Regions from separate parts of the Mus musculus genome. Here regions 1 and 2 are each linked to region 3. The links are chromatin contacts, called in public ChIA-PET and Micro-C maps. All regions are on one chromosome and are shown on one strand. Each heading gives the region's core, a stretch centred on a gene start, on an enhancer-like site or on the middle of the called end of the contact. The rest is flanking DNA. Distances are from core to core; before and after follow the strand shown. Region 1 holds the start of Wnt4 (wingless-type MMTV integration site family, member 4). Region 2 holds the start of Ece1 (endothelin converting enzyme 1). Region 3 holds the start of Usp48 (ubiquitin specific peptidase 48).

Region 1 (4,892 bases), core at 1,334-3,833, 320 kb after region 3:
CCCTTGAAAAGACACGGTGCCACCAGCATGCCTGAACAAACAGCTGCCGACCCAAAGCTGTTGCTCCGGGAGGCTGACTTGGGTCAGATAGCCCTGCCATTTACTGGCTAAGTAGCTCTGGGTTACCTCTGTGGCCCTCAGTCTTCCCATCTATAAAATGGGTTCCAATGCAGTGAGAGCTCAGATAGTGCAGTGGGTGATGAACATTAAGTTATCATTCTCTAACCTCCAGGTTGAGGAGTTCCACTCGGCCGAGGAGCAGGCACACGGCCTTATCCATTCCAGCTGTGGCTTCTCAGACCCAAGCTGCTGGGAGCCTAGGCTGTGGCACCTGTTTCCCTAGGGGCTGGTCCAGTTTCAGGCTACAGATGGACATGTTTAGAAGTACAAGGTTTGTGTGTGTGCGCGTGCCTGGGGTCTCTTCCCGTTTGGAGCCTCTCTAGTTCCATAGGGTCCTGGGAAGCCCCTTCCTCCTGTCTCTGTGAGCTGGCTTAGAGCCCTGGTGGAACAGGAGTGAACTGAGTTGTCTAGAGGCAGGTTGCATGGCAACAGGAACCATCCCAGTTGCAGAGAACAGGTTTGCCAACCTCCCCAAGCCCAGGCCCCCCCCCCTTACCCACCCCCCACGGTGCAGGCACAAGGCTCAAGAACCGAGCTCTGGAATTCCCCTTGCTTTGCAAGACCTGAAGCTGGGGCTGCCTCCCTAGCTGGGACTGGGGCGTGGTGGACATGGCTGGAGGCGGGTGGCAATTCTACCTGGGTGTACTGGGTCAACTTCAGGACAGCCTCAGGCATGAAGTAGATTATCCTTGTCTGGAAACAGAAGCATCTGAGTTCCGTCTTCAGTTTGGTAAGTAGCTCCCTTCCCTGGGCCTTAGTTTTCCTCATCTATAAAGGGAGCTAAAGAGCCAGGAGCGTCGGAGGGCCTTTCTGTGGCAGCTGTCTCCGTGTTTGCTGCAGGCCTGGCTCACACACTTCTCACTGTTTCCTTGGCTTTTTTTTTTTTTTTTTTTTTTTTGTACTGCTTGGTGCTGGGCAGGTCAGCTGAACTTCTAGTTTCCCCTGATGCTCAGACCTCTAAACCTATCTATTTAAGAGGCAACTCCAGAGACCCCAGACTCCTTCAAGTGCAAAGTGCTTTCTCAGGTCTGCAACCCAGGTCTCACTGGGGGAGGGAGCATTCTGCAAGAAGTGGGGGGCGGGAGGGGAGGGGACGGTGGCTGTGCCCTGGTTTCTGTCCACTCTGCCACTGCCCCTGAAGTGTTAATCAAATTAAGAATCCAGGAAAAACAATGCAGCCACTTTGGGCCTCAGAGGAATTGCGAGCTCTCGGAACAGCTGGGAGAATTCCACATCACCTCAGTCTCCCAAGCTCTGGGTGGCTCTGACCCCAACGAACACACTCCTTTCCAGTCTCCAGGGCCCTGGCTGGCCACAATGACCTCATAGCAACAGCCATTGGACACTCAGGGCAATTTCATGGGAGATATTTGTTCTTTGGTCTTGATGCAGAGAGAATTTTTCCTTTCCCACTGTCTCCATGGAAACCCCAGCTACACTGTTGGCTATCCCCCCTTCCCACCTCATGCTTTTCAGATCAATACAGGAGCTTGGCTCCCCACTGGCTGCCCACAGTGGAAGGCTGCAGAGCTCTGGGCAGGAGAAGTTGGGGCCAGGGTTAAGCCTGGGCCATAGGAAGTGCCACTGAGGAGGGATGAAGGAGTCTAAAAGCTGGTTCCTTGTTCTCTTAGTCACTAGCTCTTTAGCTCGCCTTCCCAGGGATCCTCCCGAGCGCAGACCCAGTCAGGGAGAGACACACAGGTCACCAGTGGTTACCACCCCCTTCCTTCTTAGGCAAGACCCTTAGAGGTGGATGGGGGTTGTCGCCTTCTTTATTAAAGGTTGGGAGAAGTTTCTTCCTGCCTCAGGGAACAGCGAGGAGCAGCCAGAGCCAGCCTGCGGGCTCTCAGAGGCTCGGCGCCCCGGTCCTGGACTTCTATGTTTGGCTCCCGCCCCCCAAGCAGAAACAGGTCTCTGCACGCCTCCAGCTCAGCCCGCAGCGCGGCGCGGCGCAGCGCAGCGCGAGGAGCTCGCGCCCAGACTCCTCGCGGTTAACCTGCTATTATGCTCGGGACGCTTTCCCTCGGAGACCTGTCAGCCCGCCGGTTTGCGCCTCGCTCCGTTCCCGGGCCACCGCCCCGCGCTCGCACCCCCGCGCGCCCTCGAGCACCCAAAGGAGCCTCCCGGTGCAGACGCACTGCCAGCCCTGCTACCCCGAGCCGGACTGGGGCAGCAGGGGTCCCGGGACCTCCAGAGGGAAGACCGGACAGTGGTGGTGGCCGGCAGGAGGAACCGGCGGGAGCGCGATCCTCGGGTCCCACGGCTGAGACACCTGCCGGGAGCCCCCTGCGCCTGTGGCCCCGGGACCCGCCCCGCCCGCCCGGTCCCCGGCCCGACTTACAGCCAATTGCTCGCGGCGGCCGAGAACACGGCGAAGACGAGGAGTCGCAGGGACCGCAGGCACGAACGGGGGCTCATGGTGCCGTGCGCGCCCAGCCCGGGGCAGCGGCCGCAAGGCTCCCGTCGGGGCGGCAGGTGGGCGCCGCGCGGACGGGCTGGGGCGCCGGGCCGGGGCGCGCGGCGGGGCTCAGCCTCCGAGCAGCCGGCCGCGCCGCCCGCTGCTGCGCCCGCTGCCCGGCGGACCCGACTGTCAGCGCCGCCCCAGAGCCGGGATGCGGCGGTGGCGGCGGAGGCGGGCGGGCGGCCGGCGGGGCGGGCCGGGGGCGGGCCGAGGATGGGGTTACCTGGGCGGGTCCAGCGGCGTGGGACAACCCCCCCCCCACGGGGGCGGTCCTGAGCCCGCGGGACTGGGCTTCTCCTGGGGGGCCTCCCCGGCCCGGCGCCCGGACGCGCTCGGAGCCTCAGCCCCGCTGCTGCAGGCACGCTTGGCCGCACGCCGCCCAGTTGGGCCGAGCTAGAGGCGCGGCGACCCAGCTGCTGGGTCCCCGCCCGGGGCCTTAGGGACGAGCGGGCACAGCTCCCCCAGCCCGCCGCTGCGGGCACTGCAGCGCCGCCCTGGCCGCGCCCCGCGGCCCCCCGCCGGCGCCTGGGAGCCGGGATCCCCGGCCGACCCCGGCGGAGCCACCGGAGCGAGAGCGGCTGCTACTCGCGCGCACCCAGTCGCTCGCGCTCAGGGCGCACCAGGCTGGGGTGCCGCCCGGCTGTCCCCACCGGACCCCTCCCCGCCCTCAGGCCCCCGCGTTCTGTGGTCCGGCCCCTCCCTAGCACTCACCTCCCTCCAGCCTTCCCGGAGCTGGACAGGGGCCTCTCTACTTCGGGCAGCTTGGGACAGTGGCCTGAGACTCCGGGAATCCGAAACCTCGCTTCTGGATCGCCCTGAGTTCTGGCGCGCTCCAGGCAGCGAGGTTTTGAGCGAACCCCTTGCCTTTCTGTGTAGACCTTCTGCTTAGGAACTGGAAGGCTGTGGAGGCTTCCTTTTAGCACAGGAACCAATCTTTGCTGTCTGCTTGGGTTTCTGTTCGATTCTTTTATTACTTCTCCCACGTCAGGCAGATTCAACCCTTAGCTTGGTGTCTGGCACAGAGTGGGTGGGTGACACGTTTGTGGAGTGAATGAATGGAGTGGAGATATTGCTTAAAAACCCATGCCTGGCTGGTGCTGAAGCTCAATTCCGTGTTAATAGTTACTTGCCATGGCTGGGCCACACCCTCTCCAGGTCACTGATAGAGCCCAGACTCTGGCCCTGCCTGAGGCTACATCCCACTGAGCTAGAGGAACTCTGTCTAAACAGGACACGAAAGCCCAGAGACCCTACTCAATCTCACTAAAAGCAAGGGGGAGAGAAAATGACCTGGCCTCTGCCCTTCCAGAACCAACTGTTTTCTCTATGTGAGTTTGGCTGCCCACCCCCACCATGGCCACGTTTGACTCCAGTTGTCTGGGTTAACCCAGGAGAGACTTGATAAGCGTTTGGCATGGAGGCTGAGCAGAAGGTGGTAGGGATCCGTGGAGCCCCGGCAAAAGTGCAGATGTGAGTTCATGTACCACATGTCTAAATATTTGCAGGTGATAAATCAAGCTAACAAAACGAGGAATAAAATATGTCCTAGCCAGCTCTCAAAAAAACACGCTTTCATAATAACATGCAGAACTGCTCTGAGTGTGAGCTTCTCACACTGCCTGGGTCCCGCATATGCATGGTGCAGCAATGAAGTGCACAGAGAGTGACCCTGGTGCCTGGTCCTGACTCTCACCTTTTCCCACTTCTGCCTTTCTTGCCCTTTACAGATTATTTTGTGCACACATGCACACATCTCAGCTTGTATAGACAAACTTGGTCTCCCGTTCCCTCTCCACCCAAGCCCTCCACCCATTTGAAAGCTGTGCAGTCTTGGCCAGTCCTCTGCCTTAGGGCCATACACACCAGTGTGCAGCCACTCCAGTCTGATCAGCTTGGATCTGCAAGAGAGATGCACCTATCCTAGAAGTTAGCAAGAGTCACCTGGGCAAGGAAGTGTAGGGGCCTGGATCTCCAGAGTGAGACCCAGGGAGGGGACACAGGCTCCAGATGACCACATCTCTTTGGCCCCATGATCTTCTCTCTCTCTGTGTTTAGAGTCAGTGAGCTAGAGAAAGGCCAGACTGTGGGGTGTTCAGGGCAGGGCCACTCTTAGGTTTAAGCGTGGTACAGAATTACTAAGCTATTTTGAGCCACCATGTAGATCCAGTATAGTGAAGATAATAAATAATTTAAACAACAGTAGGCTATTAGTTTAGGGTGCCTATTATAGCCCCTTTCCAAATCGAGACATTTATGTTATATGGGCTTCTCTTACTGATGTTCTACAACTAATCTTGAAAAATATTGATGT
Region 2 (4,433 bases), core at 364-2,863, 270 kb before region 3:
GTGCTTTGTAAGGAGGAAACGGTCCTCTTTGCGAGTGGCTCAGGCCAGGGTGGGTCTAAAGAGAGGACGTATGACCTCAAAGTCTCTCCCTCTTTTATAGCTCTCCCACATCCTCAAGCTTTAAAGCAACAGCTGGCCCACAGGTGACACATTCCCCGGCCATGAAACTAGACATGAGTTCGCGACAGGGTTTCTCTGTATAGGCCTGGCTGTCTTGGAACTCACTCTGCAGACCAGGCTGGCCTCGAACTCAGAAATCCTCCTGCCTCTGCCTCATAAGTGCTGGGATTAAAGGTGAGCGCCACCACTGTCCAGCTCTTGGGAGATTCTTAATGGGGGAGGTAAGTCGGGTCCAAGATGATCTCTGGGCACCTTGGGGGGGCGGGAGAATTAAGTCATCGGTCTCCAGAGAGACCAATGATGTCTCAGGGGAAAGACGCCAGTGGGTAAGAGAGAAAAGGGCTGTCTAAGGGAGACTTAATTTCTGACCAGGCACGGGTTGGTCCTGAGGCTGTCTCTGGAGCATCTTCAGCTCTCTCCATGATGCCCCTCTGTTTCTCAGCGAACCCCTCAGGCATGGAAGGGACATCACAGATGTAGGCAAGTCTCTAGGACCAAAAGGCAGAGAACCCAGGCAGATCTCCTCAGGCCACACAGGGTGTCCTGGGTCCAGTACACACGCCAAGAGCTCGGCTCTAGGAGAGGCAATCAGAGGTCCACAGGGAGAGAAGAAGCAAATGGCCCTGGGTGAGATGGAGAGGTAACCGGAGGCCTTGGCTCTAGGCCAGAGAGTCAACTCATCACTCCGAAGCTCTCAAAAGCAGCCAGATCTGGATTAGATGGATATCAGGCTTGAGGCTTGAGCCCCCAAAGAAGCCCTCTTCCTCAAGGACCCCTTTACCGTGGTGCTTTGGACCACGGGAGTCAGCACTTGGGCCCTCCTCTGAGGATTCATTACTGGGAGATGCTGGGAACACCAGATAACCCTCAGAACCTCAGACTATCCCCTCCTCTCTGAGCTATCTCTCCCCTTCCCATGAGCCAGGCAGCCACTGCAGGATCAGTGTAGGAGAAAAGTGCCCTAGTCTCCCACGATGTTCTCGAATCCCAAAGCCACTCGGACTATGCGGGGTGTGAGCTCAAGTCCAGCTGAACCTTGACGTCTCTGAATCGACCTGGCCTAGCTGCCCACGGTCTCCAAGTCAAGCCAAGCCAAGCTCAGCTCAGGGACTTGCACACCCCAAACCTATCTCACCAACTCTTCCCCAAAATCCAGCACGCGACCCCGAGTCTTCCACGCCAGGAGCAGCCCAGCAGCCCAGAACCAAGGTCCACGCGAACCGGACACCCCCCACAACTCCTGTCCGGGTCCAAGCCAGTGAACAGCGGGACGCGGGCCTCAGCTAAAGGGGACGCCCAGCTCGCCAGGAACCAGCCAGGATGCCATCGCCGCCCCGCTGTCGGGACCGTCGGGGTTGCATGGAGCCACAGCGGGCTGCGGGAGTACTCACCGTCGCTCCCGGGCTCCGAACGGCCGGGCTTAGGATGCACCTCCCGCTAAGGCTCCAGCTCCAAGTGCGCTGGGCTGAGCTCTACGCTCGAACCTCAGGGCTAGCTGCCGGGGCGGCGCGCGAGGCTGGGGCGCCCAGGCCAGAGGGCGGGGCCCGCCGCGAACCAATACAGAAGTGCGGGGGCTGCGGGCCCCGAAGAAACAGCCAATCAGAAGCGTCGGTTAGACTCCCCCCCACACCTCCGCGGGCTCCTTAACCCTTGGCATGCTGGAGCGCTGGATACTCTAGCTGCCCCGGATACCGGTGGGTCCAGGGGTGCGGGCCCGAACCTCCAGCTTGGCGTGCCTAATCTACACCTCGCCGGGACCCTCTCGAGGGACAGACGGAGCCGGTGTCAGGTCCACCTGCGCCCAGTTGGGGTTCTGGGAGCCTAGGCGACCTTTGTCTCCTGCCTGGTGCCTGCACTGTAGTATGACCCTGGGCACTGCAGCTGTGGGGTGTGTTTGTGTGCAAGAAGGAAGAAGGGCAGAGAGGAGAAGACAGAAAGGGGGGGAAGGGATGAGTTTCGAATGCCTGTGTGTTTATGTGGAAAGATAGAAGACTATATTTGGGGATTGTTAGTGTGTGTGTGTGTGTGTGTGTGTGTGTGTGTGTGTGTGTGTACACCAGCGCAGGCGCGCGATTCAGAGAGGGGAGAAGGAAAGAGAAATGGAATGGAATGAAGGCCCAGTAGGCGGGGGCACTTAGACCTCCAGTAGAGAAACTTTCTCTTTATGCCCGCTGCGCAGGTGCAGAGGAAGAAAGACCAGGAAACTGTACGTACTGGGTGAGCCGTGCATTTGTGACCTGTTGGGCACGCATGTGGGTGTAGTAGAAAGAGGCTTTGTGCCCCTGTTGTGAAAGAGTAGCCGGTGAGTGAATCCCGTTTGGTGTACATGTGTGTTCGAGCATGCAGCTTGAGACACACACACACACACACACACACACACACACACACACACACACACACACGGCAGAGATTTACCACAGCGTTGTAGGTGGCTCAGTTTGTGAGTAGAGAGGTCAGTGTGTCCTGTGTGGTAAATGTGTGGCTGGTTTGTTTTTTGTTTTTTAAGATAGGTCTTGGGGCTGGAGAGATGGCCAAATGGTTAAGAACATGTATTGCTTTTGCACAGGTGTGATGGGGGGGGGAATCGGGGGGGGGATCCCAGCACCGGTATCATTTGGCTCACAACTACCTGTAACTCCAGCTGCAAGGGACCCAATGCCCTATGCTGGCGTCTACAAACATCTGCATTCACATGTGCACATACTGCACCCCAGACAAACACATACATGTAGGTAAACAAACAAACAAACAAACTGCCAGACAGTGGTGGTGGCGCACGCCTTTAATCAGGCAGCAGAAGCAGGAGGATCTCTTGAGTTCGAGGACAGCCTGGCGTACAGAGCAAGTTCTAGGACAGCCAGGGCTACACAGAGAAACCCTGTCTCGACAAACCAACCAACCAACACAAAAAACAAACAGAGATGGGTCTCAATAACCTGGCCCACACTACCCAAACAGAGATGGGTCTCAATAACCTAGCCCACACTACCCCAATCCTACCTCTGCCTCTGGAGTGCTTGAGGTTACAGGTGTGCCCACCAAGCCCCACCTATTTGACTTTGGTCATTCCCTATATTTATATGATGCCAAGAAAAGAAACTAACGTATAAGGGATGTGAGATATATGTTCAGGGGCAAAGACATCCTAGAAGATGTGAGATGGGGGTTCAGGAGAATGGAAGGAAGAAAAAAAGGAGGGAGGGAGAGGGGAAGGAGGGGAGGGAAGGCCTGGGTAGTCTTGCCTACCATCCATCAAGAGGGAAGGAGGAGGAGAGGGCAGAGTGGCTGAAGATGGTGGCAGGCTTGGGAAGAGTAGGGAAGCAGGAACCCTTTCCCAGGACCTGTCCCTGAGTGTCCCTTGTTACACCAGGGAAAGAAAGACCAGACTGAGGATTTAGATGCCAGGGGGACTGTCTGCTCTTCCAATGTGTGTCTGTGGAAGCTTGGTGGGGTGGGGGAGGGGACCCATGGAGTGGGCACAGTGCTCTATAGCCCCTGAAACTTGGCAGCATCAAGTTTTCCACTGTGGAGGTGCAGGTTCGTGGGTGGGGTGTATCCCAGAGCTTGTACATTGGCGGCGGCCATGGGATTCATGAGCAAGAGGGCAGGCTGTGTGGTGTCATATGTACGTGCGTGGGCCTCAAGGATGACTGTGCCTGACGTGTCAGAGCCCATCTATGGGGCTGACCACATATACATACCATCAGCCCCTGACCTATTTCTTCTCTCTTTGGGTTGTTGTTGTTTTGTTTTGTTTTTGAGCTAGGTCTCTTGTAACCCAGGCTGGCCTCTAACTCCTTATAGAGTGGATAATGGAAGGTGTCTTGGGACTTCTGATCCACTTCCCAAGTGCAGAGATTCAAGGCACTCACCACCATGCCCTGCTTATGACGTGTTGACTTTGTGCATGCTGGCAGGCACTCCACCAACTATGCTTCAGTCCCAGGCTGGTTTCAGCTTTTTGGCTCCTCCTCAAGTGACTTCCCAGGAGTCTCCGTGTGCCACTTGGGGAGATCTCTTAAATCCAGGAAGATATGAAAGCCTATCCCATCACCCCAGCTCTGTGCTTGTTAGTACATGGCTTTGAGGACTCTCTCCTCTCTGAGCCTTAGTTTTCTCCTCTGTAAAATGGGGTTCCAGCCTGTCTCATTCTACCGCTGGGAAGGCTCTAGGAAATCATATCTATTGTATGTGCTCTGTTGCCCGCTACAAAGCCTGAAGCCTGCTTGTTCTACTTACTAAAAAGTTCAGAGGCTGTTTGTGGTGATGTGTGCCTTTTATCCTGGCACATGAAAGGCAGAAGCAGGCCAGGC
Region 3 (4,660 bases), core at 307-2,806:
GAAAGAAAAAAGGATATTGGCAATTGTACAGTATCAAAACAGATCATTTGTGTGTGTGTGTGTGTGTGTGTGTGTGTGTGTGTGCACTAATGCTCAGGTGCCCACTGTGTCTGGAAGAAGGCTTTGCACATGCTCTGGAGCTGGAGTTACAGGTGGTTATCAAGCACCTGGTGTGGGTTCTCAGAACAAATGGTACTGTGATCCTTTGAAGAGAAGCCTGAGCCCTCTTTACTAATTAGCCATCTTTCCAGCCCCAGACTTAACTCTGTCTTTTATATCCCCTGTGCGGGTAATTGAACCAAGGGACTCAAGCATAAAACCACCACTCTACTCTCAAGCTAAACCACCAGCACTGTAACTATACACTTCAAATGAGTGCCTCGGTAAAGCTGTTTCAATTCCACACTATACAAATTGATGCCGTTCCAGAACTTCGAGGAGTCTTAATGTCCTTGTGAGCAGACACCTAGAGTTTAGAAAGATGCACCCGCTTTACTTTTGAAAACTTCCTAACTTACATTATATCTCAAATGAGGCACAGCTCTGAAGCCAGGAACCAAGGCTTCCACGTCTTCCACTTTTCCCTACACGCCCGATGACACGGAGCTATGGAGCATGCCTCGGTTTATCAATTCGATTGAACACAGGCCGGTGCAGGCTACGAGGTGGGGATAAGAAAACCACTCTACGCAAAAAAAGATCAGAACCAAGGGCCACGAAGGGGGAGCAGAATTTAAACAGCTAAAAACACTTTACTCTGCAAAGTGGTGTGGAGTTAGGGTGACCAAAAGAAAACACCTATAGGTCAAAGAGAGCCAGCCAATGAGAGCGGGGGACCGATGACGTAGGTTAACCAAAGGGTTTTCTAAACCTGCTCTCTGCAAGTGATACTTAGGTGATCAGGCCTTCTCAGCGTGCAATGACAGGAGATACAATGTCGACGAAGTTCGCTGTCGGCAAGTTCCCCTTTTACAAGCGAAAAGCGCACAGCTATGCCCAAGATCAAACAACACTCCAGCGTTACTTACTAAGCCCTATCTCCAACTATCTCCACCGCCATCTTCAGGATGCGAGCCCAGCAGCCGCATCACTTCGGGGGCTGCGTAGCTCCCGGGTCGTGCAAACTGAAAGGAGATGCAGTAACACCGTGCATCGCCCTGGTTCCCGGTCCCCCGTCCCCCGATCCCGCCTCGGCCACGCGAGGACCTCACCTGCACACGCCTCGGATACAAGGCTCCAGCCAGATGCGGTAGGCGGTCTCGATGTGCTCCTGCGACACCTCCTCGGGCCGCACCGTCTCCGCCCAGCGCCAGGCCGCCTTCTCCAGCTGCAGCCGCGGAGCCATAGCCTTGACCGAGGTAGCACTCGCCGAGCCCGGTGGCCTCCGGCGCCGCCTCCGTCTCCGCCCGAATGGGCACGGGCCCCTGCCAGCCGAAAGAACCCAGCGCTGCCCTCAGACAGGAGAGCAGTCAATCACCTGCGCGCGCCACGGCCGCCGCGCCCGCCCGCCCGCGCCCAGCTCGCACGACCAGCCGCAAAGCGCCGCCGCCGCCGCCGATACCCGACAGACCCCGCGCCTGCGGACGTTGGAGGCGTACGCCCTGCCGCAGTCTGCGCATGCGTGCTCCCAGGAGTCCCTGCGCCGAAAGCCCATGTAATCCGACTGGCGGAAGAAAGCCAAGCGTCTGCCCAAAGGCGACTCGCCACGTCTTTTTTCCGCCATGGTGAAGGCAGCTAGCTACGCTTCAGCCTCCGTCGTCTACTCCGACGAGCGAGAGCTTGCCCTTGCTTTCCACACTTCCCCTGTTACTGTGACAAAGTTACACCATAGAGTACTCAACGCACACCATAGGGCCACCGGGACTGTGAGTGGGACCTGATAATAGCAGAAACCGAGGCAGCCGGAACGCCACAGTCGGATCGAGGATTTCACTTGAGCCTGGGCGAGTTCCGGCTCCTTGCCCGTGCTTTCTGACGTCACGAGGCGTTATGTGGTTTGCGGATGCTACAACGGGACTACATATCCCAGCGTGCAATGCGCTCTGCCACTCGCGGAGCGCGAGGCATCCTGGGGTTTGTAGTCTTCGAAGTGATAGGCTCAGTCTTTGAGTTGCAGGTTGTTTAGAAGCATACACAGGTCTGGGACGTGTTCTTTGCTGTAGGCTGTTGACCAGAGGGTCAACACTTTGACGTCTTAATTCGTTATGGAGTGTACACCCTAGCTCCCTGCTGTGATATTATTTCCTTTTTGCAACTACTTCCCCTTAGACCTAAAAAAGGCTAAACTGAATCACAGCGTTTTGTAACAGAAAAGAGCTATTACAGCTAAAGAGAGAAAATTCCAGGACTTTAAATATGTAAAAGCCCTGTGGGAATTCAAGGACTAATTCCTCCCTTATCTACTCCTCAACCCACCCCACCAGCCCCCAAGTAACCTTGAACTGAAGTCAAGATTTACTGAAGCAAGATTTGGTCCTTTGGTTGAATTTAGGCTGAAAATAAAAAACACAAAAATCTTCTAAGTCAGGACACACACACATACACCTCCTTTCTTAAAGAATTCCTACACCAGTTGGTTGGTGGTGGCACACACTTTTAATCTCAGGAGGCAGAGACAGGTAGATCTCTGAGTTAGTGGGCCAACCTTGTCTACAGAGTGAGTTCCAGGACAGCCAGGGCCACACAGAGAAACCTCGTCTCCTGGAAGGAAAAAAAAAAAAAGTCAAACAAATAAACACTGAATTCCTATACCACTGGTTAACAGTTGAACACTGTTGTGGGGCCCACCTTTAATCCCAGTACTCTGGTGGTGAAGGGTAGAGCCTTGCAAATTTAGTGAGTTTCTTTTTTTGTTGTTTGTTTGTTTTGTGGGGCCCACCTTTAATCCCAGTACTCTGGTGGTGAAGGGTAGAGCCTTGCTAATTTAGTGAGTTTCTTTTTTTGTTGTTTGTTTGTTTGTTTGTTTGTTTGTTTTTTGGAGACAGGGTTTCTCTGTATAGCCCTAGCTGTCCTGGAACTCACTTTGTTGACCAGGCCGGCCTTGATCTCAGAAATCCACCTGCCTCTGCCTCCCCAGTGATGGGATTAAAGGCGTGCGCCACCACGCCCAGCGAGTTTAGTGAGTTTCATGACAGCCAGAGCTACATACATGGTGAGACCCTGTTGCAAAAACACACATAATAAGTTGAACTACTTTCTTTTTGTTTTTAAGATTTATTTATTCATTTTTTTATGTATGCAAGTATACTTGTAGTTGTATAGATGGTTGTGAGCCTTAATGTGGTTGTTGGGAATTGAATTTTTAGGACCTCTTCTTGTTCCAGTCAACTCCACTCGCTCAGTCCCTGGTCACTCCTGCCCAAACATTTATTTATTATTATACATAAGTACTTTGTAGCTGACTTCAGACACACCAGAAGAGGTGTCAGATCTTGTTACAGATGGTTGTGAGCCACCTTGTGGTTGCTGGGATTTGAACTCAGGACCTGTGGAAGAGCAGTCGGTGCTCTTAACCGCTGAGCCATCTCACCAGCCCCCCAAACTACTTTCTTAAGTTAGAAAAAGGCACCGTTCCAGACTAATATCACAGAGGAAAGAAAATCCTCAGGGACAGCTGAGAGCAGTGGTTTAGCTGTGAGTGAGGGACGGGGAAGGCAAAGGCTAGTGGTGAGAGAGATTTGAATCCTCTTCAGTCTGGGCCAAAGGTAACATTAAACACAGAAATCTCATGAGACTTGCTGCAAAGCCAACTGGTTACAATCCTGCCATTCCAGCACATTCCAGGAGTCAGAGGCAAGAGGATTAGGAGTTCAAGGCTATCATCCTTGGGTAATTAGAAATTTAAATATGTAAAAGCCCTGTGGGAATTCAAGGATTAATTCCTCCCTTATCTACTCCTCAACCCACCCCACCAGACCCCAAGTAACCTGGAACTGCAGTCAAGATTTACTGAAGCAAGAAGGGAGATTCTCAAGGAGGGAATGAGGGGCGGTTAAGAACACTGATTACAGCCGGGCATGGTGGAGCATGCCTTTAATCCCAGCAGTAGGGAAGCAGAGGCAGGCAGATTTCTGAGTTCAAGGCCAGCCTGGTCTTGTGAGTTCCAGGTGAGTTCCAGGACAGCCAGGGCTATACAGAGAAACCCTGTCTCGAAAAAACAAAAACAAACAAACAAACAAAAAAACAAAAACAAAAAAAAGAAAGAGAAAAAAGAAAAGAAAAAAAGAGCACTGATTACTCTTCCAGAGGTCCTGAGTGCAATTCCAGTGTTCACAACCATCTGTAATGGATCGGATGCCCTCTTCTAGTGTGTCTGAAGACAGCTACTGTGTACTCATATACATAAAAATAAATAAACCTAAAAAAAAAAGGAGTGAATGAAAACCTGAAAAAGAGACAGCTGGGGATGATGAAGGAGAAGGCATCTTGTGGGTATGAGGGAGAGCAGAGACAGAGGCATCCACAACAGTCCAGAGTAAACTGGGTAAGCAGAGTGAACTGGGCCATGTGAGGAGACAGGGAAGGTGGCAAGGAGGGAGGAGAGCCAGAAGCCAAGAGCAGTGGCCATGAGCCAAAACCTGGCAGAGCCGAAATAGCCGGGTTATAAAGGAATCGGAGAAGCTGGAGGAATAGCAGCCCAGGCCTTGGGCTGGAGAGTTCA

The links. Hi-C and Micro-C count contacts between places; a contact is called where the count stands out from the background. ChIA-PET counts read pairs in DNA pulled down with a chosen protein or histone mark.
Region 1: a contact with region 3 is called in a Micro-C map of embryonic stem cells, with 6 times the contacts expected there. The contact joins the promoter of Wnt4 here to the promoter of Usp48 in region 3. A contact is called at or near these places in 2 of 39 promoter capture datasets (hematopoietic stem and progenitor cells and hippocampal neurons), 1 of 484 Hi-C or Micro-C datasets (embryonic stem cells) and 1 of 115 datasets of contacts at active chromatin or transcription factors (pancreatic cancer cells).
Region 2: a contact with region 3 is called in an RNA polymerase II ChIA-PET map of memory CD8 T cells, with 21 read pairs. The contact joins the promoter of Ece1 here to the promoter of Usp48 in region 3. A contact is called at or near these places in 4 of 484 Hi-C or Micro-C datasets (B cells, CD4 T cells, CD8 T cells and 1 more) and 1 of 115 datasets of contacts at active chromatin or transcription factors (memory CD8 T cells).

What each region holds. Positions count from the first base shown.
Region 1 is chr4:137,275,326-137,280,217 of GRCm38.p6, reverse strand. Wnt4 (wingless-type MMTV integration site family, member 4) reads right to left here and starts at 2,583. Exons shown (of 5, transcript NM_009523.2): 1 at 2,462-2,583. The coding sequence starts at 2,538.
Region 2 is chr4:137,859,460-137,863,892 of GRCm38.p6, reverse strand. Ece1 (endothelin converting enzyme 1) reads right to left here and starts at 1,613. Exons shown (of 19, transcript NM_001369179.1): 1 at 1,512-1,613.
Region 3 is chr4:137,591,068-137,595,727 of GRCm38.p6, reverse strand. It overlaps Usp48 (ubiquitin specific peptidase 48), which reads right to left and starts at 1,556. Exons shown (of 27, transcript NM_001355588.1): 1 at 1,212-1,556. The coding sequence starts at 1,345.